Regions from separate parts of the Cricetulus griseus genome. Here region 2 is linked to region 1. The links are chromatin contacts, called in public Micro-C maps. All regions are on one chromosome and are shown on one strand. Each heading gives the region's core, a stretch centred on a gene start, on an enhancer-like site or on the middle of the called end of the contact. The rest is flanking DNA. Distances are from core to core; before and after follow the strand shown.

Evidence for each region. Hi-C and Micro-C count contacts between places; a contact is called where the count stands out from the background.
Region 2: a contact with region 1 is called in a Micro-C map of the CHO-K1 cell line, with 2.7 times the contacts expected there. The contact joins the promoter of Klf7 here to the enhancer-like site in region 1. A contact is called at or near these places in 2 of 8 Hi-C or Micro-C datasets (the CHO-K1 cell line and fibroblasts).

Annotation. Positions count from the first base shown.
Region 1 is chr2:417,881,441-417,886,170 of CriGri-PICRH-1.0, reverse strand. No RefSeq gene overlaps it. Among named protein-coding and RNA genes, the nearest start is that of Fastkd2, 43 kb to the right of the region's middle. Within about 2 kb of position 2,825, at least 2 of the 6 cell types and tissues checked have open chromatin away from gene starts, as enhancers often do. A contact at or near this core is called in the CHO-K1 cell line and fibroblasts, where this site is marked.
Region 2 is chr2:418,180,991-418,185,569 of CriGri-PICRH-1.0, reverse strand. It overlaps Klf7 (Krueppel-like factor 7), which reads left to right and starts at 1,558. Exons shown (of 5, transcript XM_027397088.2): 1 at 1,558-1,622; 2 at 2,999-3,238. The coding sequence starts at 3,137.

The DNA.
Region 1 (4,730 bases), core at 1,576-4,075:
CTCTGAACTCTGACATGAGACTTGCTTGGTCAAGGAATTGATAGTAAGCAAAAGCTTGGCTAAGCTTGTAACCGATGCATGGATCAATGGATGGACAGGTGATTGGATGAATTGATGAAGCTAGTTTATGGAGCTTTTAGCCTAGACAATTTCATTAATAATTCAACTGTCTACCATCTTGATGATGCCAGCAAGAAAAACTTGTCCATAGGTTTCCACAAGATAAGATCCAGTATCTTGTAAAATCCGGAAAACACACACACACACACACACACACACACACACACACACACACACACACACACACACACACACAAATTAGCTTGATCCACGGAGCCGCTCTCTGGAAGAGTTTTTTTGGATCCTTCTCAAATCATAAAGTGCTTTCCAAGTTGATCCTTCTTTAGTCACCAAAAACTTTTTGGGAAATGAAGAAGCATGATCATCACCACTGTCTTGAGGCCATTCTAATATGTACAGTTCTTGTTTCTTTCCTACACAAAGCTAGGAGACAGAAGTGTCCTTATCTAAATGCAGATTCTTTATTGCCCGGGAAACATTAAGAGCCTCCTGACACATAGCAGACCTCTGAAATGGTCATGCCAGTTTCTCTGGAATTTTAAAGGCCACCTTTCTTCAGGAAACTGGGCTGGTGACTAGATTGCAGCAGACAGATGTAAACTGAACCAGAGAAGTGTCGAAGCATTCTCCATACTCCTTTACTGTGAACTGAAGGAGAGTTTTGTTTTGTAGTGAGAGAGACTTTAGAAAAAGTCAATCTTGGATCTGGAAAGATAAGTCAGTTGGTAAAGTGCCTGCTGTGTAAGCATGAAGACTGAGTTCAGATCCCCAGCACTCCCATAAAAAGCAGGGTATAGCAGCATGGCTATAATCCCAGCCCTGGAGAGGTAGAAACAAACAGAACTTGATGCTTGCTGGCCAAAGAGTCTAGCCAGATGGAAAGCTCTGGGGTTGGCCATTGAGGATCCTGCTCAAAAACCAAAGTAGAGAACAACCAAAGAAGACATGTGATGTCAACTTCTCTTCTCTACAGGTATGTACATGTATGTGTATGAACACGCATGTCCGCACTCCCACACACACGCACTCCTAGGTGGAAGCATGGAGTTGCTACACAACTCCAGTATATTATTTCTAAAGGAAATAAATACAAGACTATTTTGGTAGGTTCTGCAAAATAATCAAGCAGTAGCTATTAGCTGTTGGCACTATTCAACATCCCAGATTGCCCTGAGGGATATGAAGAGTGGGTATGTACTTACAATAATAACTAACACCCCCTGACTTTTAGTGTCACCAGGCTCTGTGCTAAGCATCCCCTGTTCATTATCACAGGTGGCAATTTTTCAGATCTTCATAATTGCCCCACATGCCTTTCAGAGGAAAGGGTCCATCTTGCTGAGAGTTTGGGGCGAGGCATCCTGATTTGACCACAGTCACTTTTATCTGTACCTGTCACCCTGCTATAATTATTTTCGATTTTTCTGCCATTATTATTGATGATATCACCCTTCACTCCCCAACGTGTCTGAAGCTGGATGCTGCTTGTGTTCATGCTAGTTAAGAAACTTGCCCACACAGCTAGTGATGCAGCATCAGGACACAACCTTAAGTTAGTCTGACTGCAGAGGCAACAGCTTAGCCACTGAAAACCCTTGGTCTAATCTCATCCTCATTGATGCTGACTGAGTCCATTCCTCTGGGAACCGAGACTATGGGGAGATGAGCATTAAGACGGAAAAGGGGGAATTTCAGTGGATTCTAGTTGTGTGTCTGAAGGACTGGAAATACTTTAAAGGGCTGAAAAGGAGAGGTAAAGAGCCTGCCATTCATCTTTTACTTATGCATGTATCTATTTTAGGCATGTAAGTGCTTTACTTGCATGTATGCCTTCATGCCAGAAGAGGGCATCAGATCCCATTATAGATGGTTGTGAGCCACCATGTGGTTGCTGGGAATCGAACCCAAGACACCTGGGAAAGCAGCTAGTGCTCTTAACCACTGAGCCATCTCTCCAGCCTCCTGCTGTCCATCTTTTAACTCAACAGTAAAGCCATTATTTTATAAATAGTATCATTTACTAAACTGCTCTGGCATTGACTGCTCTTTAGTCCAAAGGACAACCCCAGCTGTGTAGGAGCTTTCCTCTTCCCACTTCTCTTACTGTCAGTAAACAACAACATTTGTCTTCTTTGATGCAACTGCAAGGACAGCTTCTATCTTCAAAAGATGTCAATGTGGGTAAAATGGAAACCAACAAAATCATGGATTTCTCCTTCCTTCACATCAAAATCATGGATTCACAGTCCCTTCCTTCTCTGAGGTGAGAAATCCACACATTAGCAAGTGACTGGCTTAAAAACCCTAGATGGAAATAGCAGGAGAAATACAAGTAAGTGGCTATCTGGCCATTTACTCATCATGAGTGCCGTTACCTCTCATTCTTCAGGTCATGCTCATTGCTCTTTGCTAATGCATCTGAGGAGGGATTCATCCACACTCTCCTCAGGCAGATCAAGTTGGAAAACAATTATCTTGGAAGAGCATTTGTTCTCAGAGAAGAATCAGTATTAAATTCTTTTAGCAAAACATATTGATTAAATCAGAGGAGTGCAAAAAGGCCCAGAAAAAATGAGAGTAGTGAGAGTTAGAACAAATTATTAGGAAAAACGAAAAACATAGAACAAAACAAAAACAGTAAAAGTAAACAAGTGTTAATGAGAAGGGGAAAGAGCAGGGAGAATCTAGTGACTCATAAGGGAAGAGACGGGGAAGGCATGTCCTCTTGGCCATCTGCCTGACATTACCCAGAGCCACACCTCAACTGCGGCAAGTAGATGAGACTTCCAGAGAGCAGATGCTGTGGTCTTCCTTGGCCACAGTCTCCAGGGTGGAAATGGTCAGAATGCTTTCCTTCTTACTAATTGACACCCAAGCAAAAGAATATCCTCTTTAATTCTGTGTTTAGGGAACTAGAGAGTAGGCAAGCCCCTCACTGCCTATATGTGCAGGGTCGAGAGGGCTAACATTACCTTGTTGTATGAAAACATTATCCCTTTGAAGAATAGTGTGAAGCCCTATTGTCACCTCCAGGCTCACACAATGGGCTTTAAGAATTAGTCCACTTTGCCCAAGCAGATTTTAAAAGTTATGCCAATAAAATAATGTTTCTTGCAGTTGAAAACATATTAAAAGCAAAAGCCTTAGGAAGTGGACCTCTATCTGATGGAAAAGAGCCAGATATGAGTGGCAACCACAGGCCCAAATACCTCAGAAAGGCAGCAAAAGAGCTAGGCAGACAGAAGAACACGTGATGCAGCCAGCCTTCTCTCTTCTATATTCTGTTGGAGCCATTCTTTGGCGGAGTAAGTATACTATTGCTAATACTACAGCAAATGTGGATGTTGGAATGTCTCAGTATTGCTCCTTAGTAGTTATTGTGAATGGTAACAGAGTACAGACCTCTTCCTTCATCCCCAAAGATCCCCTCACCCTCAGAAGCCAAGCAAATGCTATGCTACCTGGTAAGAGGAGTGGCCCTACAGATGTTAGGTTTCTAACCAGCTAGAAGCATTCCTGCTAAGATAAGAAATGAGGCAAACGTGAGCCCTGTCCTGTCATCACAGCTTCTCACAACATATGAGCCCTAAGACAAGAAAAAGAAATAAAAAGTACAGTGATTGGGAAAGAACAAATAAAATTATCCTTGTTCATTGATAAGCAGCTATATAGAAAATATCAAAGAAACTGCTGGGTCTGGTGGTGCAAGTCTGGAACTCTGGCTACTTGATAGGCAATGATAGGAAGAGGCAAGAGAATGGCAAGGTCAAGATCTGCCTGGGTTACAGGGTGAGTTCAAGGCCAGCCTGGGGTGCCTTAGTGAGACTCTGCCTAAAAATAAAGTGTAAATAGAGGACCAGGGATTTTGCTCACTGGTAAAGTGGTTGTGTGGCTTGCACAAAATCCCACATTCAGTCCCAAAGTAACCCATACCCCATCTCCCAAATGAGCACAAAATTAACACAGGAAAGCTAATGTCTTCCTACATGTGAACAATTAATGAATGAATAATTATGCAAAAATCTTTTAAAGTTACTTTTATCATTAATAACCCCAGAATGAAACACATGGGTATAAATTTAACAAAGAATATACATTTTTCCATTTTTAATTTTTTTATTTCATTTTACATTCCAACCACAGTTCTCCCTTCTCCCATACCCCCTCCCATTCTCCTCACCTCCCCCCAGCCCATCCCCAGTCCACTCCTCCTCATGGGTAAGGGCTCCCATGAGGAGTCAACATCGTTTGGCAAAATAGATTGGGGTAGAGCTCGGCCCCTCTCCTATGCATTAAGACTGAGCATGGCATCCCACCATAGGGAATGGGCTCCAACAAGCCAGCTCATGGACCAGGATTGTATTGTGGTCTTACTGCCAGGGCCCTTCTGATAGTCTGAGCTTCACAACTGTCTCCCACATATGGAGGGCCTAGTTCAGCCCCCTGTCATCTCCACAGTTATAGGCCTAGAGTTCATGAGTTTCCACAAGCTTGTTTCAGCTGTCTCTGTATATTTCTCCTAGGGAGAAACCTGGTGCTAGGGTAACTCACAAGAATCCACAAGGAATAACCCAACTAAGACTCCTAGCAATAGTAGAGAGGATGCCTGAACTGGTCTACCCCTGTAATCAGATTGATGAATACCCCAA
Region 2 (4,579 bases), core at 309-2,808, 300 kb before region 1:
AGTTTCTAAGTATGATGAATGTTGACAGCATACCTTTTGGACTACATTGTTGCATACATCTCTTAGAACAAATTCTTGAATGCTCTATAATATTTTGAAAAAGAACTCAAAATGTTATTTGTAAGATTTACTTTGTAAAACTTCGTTGAACATTTTTTTGTAGGTCGGGTGCCTAAAAGTTACATGGAGAAAGCTTCAATGGCAGTCCTCCAACCCGCTAGAGCAATTTTTATAAACATACCTTAACTTAAAACCAAGAAACCCAATGTTTTGCCAAGCAAAGCCTCATACAGAAATCTTTTAAGTCCAGCACTCACAGACTTGAAGCTCTGCCAGGTCACTTCCTGCCTATCTGACCATGGTCAATTTATATACTAAGCCAGGAGACCTTCATCCATTAAGTTAGAATAATGAGAATCCTTATGTTGGAGTTGTCCTGAGGGTTAAAAGACACAGACATTCTGTACATAGAGTATAATGTGTGATAACTGTTTACAAAACCTTCAAAAGTTAACATATATTTTGTTCAAAGATGGTAATAAGCTAGGTGTGGTGGAGCACTCAGGAGGCAGAGGCAGGCAGATCTGTGAGTTTGAGGCCAGCCTGCTCTACAAAGTGAGTTCCAGGACAGCCATGACTACACAGAGAAACCCTGTCTCAAACCAAACCAACCAAACAAAAGCAGTAATAGTAAAAATACAAAAATTAAATTCCCTTGGGCCTTAAACAGCAAATTATGTGATCTTGCCTTGATGTTTGCCTCCTGTATCCAAGTTCTTTTTCTTCGCTTACTACTCACTAATACATCTTTGGCACTAGGCTCTCTAAATGGATTTCTGCCCAAACCCTATCATAAGATAGTGTTGGGGTGAGAGCGCCTAACAAATTAATGAAAGGGCTTGCTACCTTGCTTTCTTTTCCAAGACCCTGGTCTGTTCCCTAGGAAGCCTATTAGTTCAGATACTATTTAATTTCCTTGCTTAAAGTCTGGAGACAGTGACAGCTAACATTTAGTACCTCTAATAGTGCCATACTATACTAGGTGAATTGTAAACAGTATTTTGTCTCTTTTGACAAATAAAGGCAGAGATTTGCATTCTTGTTCCCATGATGGGTAGGCAGAAGCCTGACTCTGCCATTTGCTTAAGTCATGCAGCCCATCAGTAGTAGCGTTCTTGCAAGCAAGACATCAATTATACAATTAACTTTGTTACTTTGACCAACAGAGCCTCTGGCACTGAAGAGTAAATAAATCAGCTTTTCTTCCATCTTTGTAATTTGTTTAATTTTCTTTGGAGAATGGGGAACATTGTTATCAACCACGGGAAAGGTATGGAGTTAGTAAAATCGTGTCTTCTTCCTTGTACCACTGAAGGTACAAGGAAGTTTCTTGTCTCTAAGGGCCGAATTCTGCAGTCATTCCGAAAGTAGTCCAGCTTTCGGTGTATTTTGGAGAAGCTTGTGCCACACTAGCCATTTAAGGTCAAGCAATTGGGCAACTCTTAACCACGTGCACTGCGCAGGTTTCCATCTCCGACTTTGCAGAATCTCTACATCTCTAGAGCCCTGCACCATCCCAGCTCTGTCTGCCCGACCCCAGGAAGCTACTGGATAAACCTCGTGTAAGGACCGGCTAGCTAGCTGCCCGCTCCAGTGTGCACCCTAATTCCACTCAGGCTCCATCTATTCTCTTTTCCGCACACTCAAGGATGTCGGGCACCAGTCCCGGAGCCAGGGCTAGGGTTCGGGTCAGATGAACCGGAGGGGGGGGGGGGTAGGCGATCGGCGGCGCGCACGGAGGCGCGCGGGCCGGGGCGGGGATAACGTGCAGCGTCGGGGGCGGGCGCAGGCCGCGTATCTGTGCAGCTCGCCTTTGTTCTCTGCCATTGTGAGGCACTTCCTCCTCTGGCGCTTCACTTCTGCACCCTGTGGGGAATTCGGAAGGGGCTTTTGAGGTTTACTTTTGGGTATGTGATGCTGCCCTGAGCTTGGCCTCTCCCTCGCAGCCCTCTTCCCCATGCTTGGCGTGGAGACCGAGTGTGCAAAGAGCCACTTGCCCCAGACGGATGCGCCGCCGCTCAACCGGCTGCTCCCGCAGGAGGCATCCCAACCCAGCACCGGGGATCGCATCTCCCGATCGGCCGCCGCGGCGACCCGTTTCTCGGATCCGCACGGGGTCCGGACACCAACGGCTCGGGAGAGTCCGTCAGCGAGGGTCGGAGGCCAGAGCGCAGCCGAGACCGGTTGCCCCGGCGTCCCGGGAGCCAGCGCTAGTGTCGCAGCGGCCCTCCCCGGCGCGCTCGAGCTCCCCGGCTGCTCGGCGGCCGCCTCAGCCCCCTTATATAGCCCTCTAAAAATAGCTTGCTTTGCACCGCCTTGTAAGGCAGCAGGGAGATCCTTACAGCGCCAATCGGAGGCCGCCGTCGGGGCTGGGCCCCGCCCCAGGGCTCGCTCCGAGTGCCGCATTGGTCCTCAGTGACTTCATGAGCCCCCTGTTTACCTTACATGGTCACACGCGGCCTAATGGACGCCCTCCTCCGAGATCCCACGGCTGCGCGCAGAGCCGGGAGGAGGGAGGGAGTTTGGGGAGGGGGAAGAGCAGGAGGAGGAGACAAGTGTGTGGGGGGGACTACAAACTAGCGAGGATGGGGTTGGGGTGGGGAGGGAAGGGAAGGGGTGGGGGGGAGAGAAGCGATCGCGAGAAAAAAATGCAACCTCCCAAAATAAAGAGCAAAGATTGCATTAGGAGCGAACAGCGCTGCAGATATAGATGGCAGCTTCGTGTCAGTGAGTGTGCGTCCCCCTTCCTGATCCACGAGCTGGAGTGATTAGAGCCCTGGAAGGGAATTGTTACTCCCGTGAAGTCCCCTTTTCCTGGCAGTCATCTGCACTGTACACGCTGGATCCCTCTCTCCATCCACCCCGCTCACTCGCTCCTCTCTCGCCTCCTCTCTCCCTCTCTCCTGCATTGATTTTTTTCTCTCTCTCCTTTTTTTAGTTGACTGAAACAAAACAAAACAAAAGGGCCACTGGATGTCTGCCTTCTTGGGGGGTGAGCCAGACAGACTGACAAACAAACAGACCCAGCTGAGCTCGGGGGAGGGTTTCTCCTCCGGTTTTGCCCGGCAGCAGCAGCATGGACGTGTTGGCTAGTTATAGTATATTCCAGGAGCTACAACTTGTCCACGACACCGGCTACTTCTCAGCTTTGCCATCCCTGGAGGAGACCTGGCAGCAGGTGAATGATTTAAATTACTTGTGTAAATCGTGTTGCGGCGGCGGAGACGCAGGGGCTGCGTTGGTGTGGGCTTTGAGTTGAATTTTAATTTTTTTCTTATTTTCTTAATTTATTTTTGTCTCTGTGTTGTTTAAAATGTTTTCTGAAACAATCATATGCGCTTACCTCTCCACCCATCCCTAACCCCTTGGTGTGCTGAGCTGAGCCGGTCCTAGCTGCCTGTGTTTCTGTCACCAACACACATCCTTGCGCACACGTTGTCGAGCTCACTGTCCCCCAGCAGAGACCTGCTGGCGAACTTCTGGGGTTTGGAGGAGCCGGGTGGGAAGGTGGTTGAGCAATGGTTGACAGGATGCCACGTTCCTAAATCCAGGAGTTCTGACCTTCTTGGTACTTAAATCAGGTTCATCTATTTCAGCTGGCTCTGAGGACCGTCAGTGGGGGCGGGCGGGGGGGGGCACGGAGTGTTTCCCCCAGTTATTTAGCGAGTGTCAATAAAGAACAGGAGCATGATATTTAGATTAGAAGGTGAGCTGTAAGAAGAGACGCCGGGTGACAAAAGATGCTTAAGGACATGTACAAGGAAGATGGGAAGATGTGTCTGTCTTAGACTGACAGTGCATTGTAGGTTTCCCCAGCTAACGCCTCCAGAAAGATCAGCCAATACTGTGCCCTTGTTTTTCTTTTTTGTTTGAGGTGCCTCTCAGGTTAGCACTACCTTGGACAAAGGGTGGTGTGTGTGCTCCGTGCTTCCGACTTTGTCTTAGAGGACTAGTTAAGAAACTCCTAGGATGCTGAAGGGTACTGGTGCCAAGTTGGCTTGGCATGGAAGGGAGATGGAAGCCTGACTGGGGACAAGTTCACTGGGCTTTGTGAAGTGGAAAAAAGAAAGTGCTGGTCAGTGGAAAGTGCTGGGTCTGCTGCGGAAACAGTGGTTTTTCCAGCAGCGATTAGGAGCTGCTGAGGGGACATTCTGCAGGAAAGATGGTGGTAGGTGGGGGCAGGGCGATGTGGGAAAGGGGACACGATGGGTGTTTAAAAACTCTACAGTGTGTACGGTGGAAAGTCCAGGAAGACCGTCCGGATCTGAACGTCAGGAGTGTGAACTTGTACAGTCCATCCAGGAGAAAAACCACTTGCCCTTGGGGAGGGCTGTGAGATCCTTGGTGTGTGGCTGCTCATGTAACTTCTCTGCTCAGTGACAGCAGCTTGTTAAGGCTAATGAACGGCTGAGTTTCCTCTGCCAGGATCCAAAGCAGGATCTGCCAGCTTGAGGCTGGGATGTAACAGTTGCTGCTTTAGGAAGAGATGTTTAGCTCATGGTATACGGAGCCAGTGGCA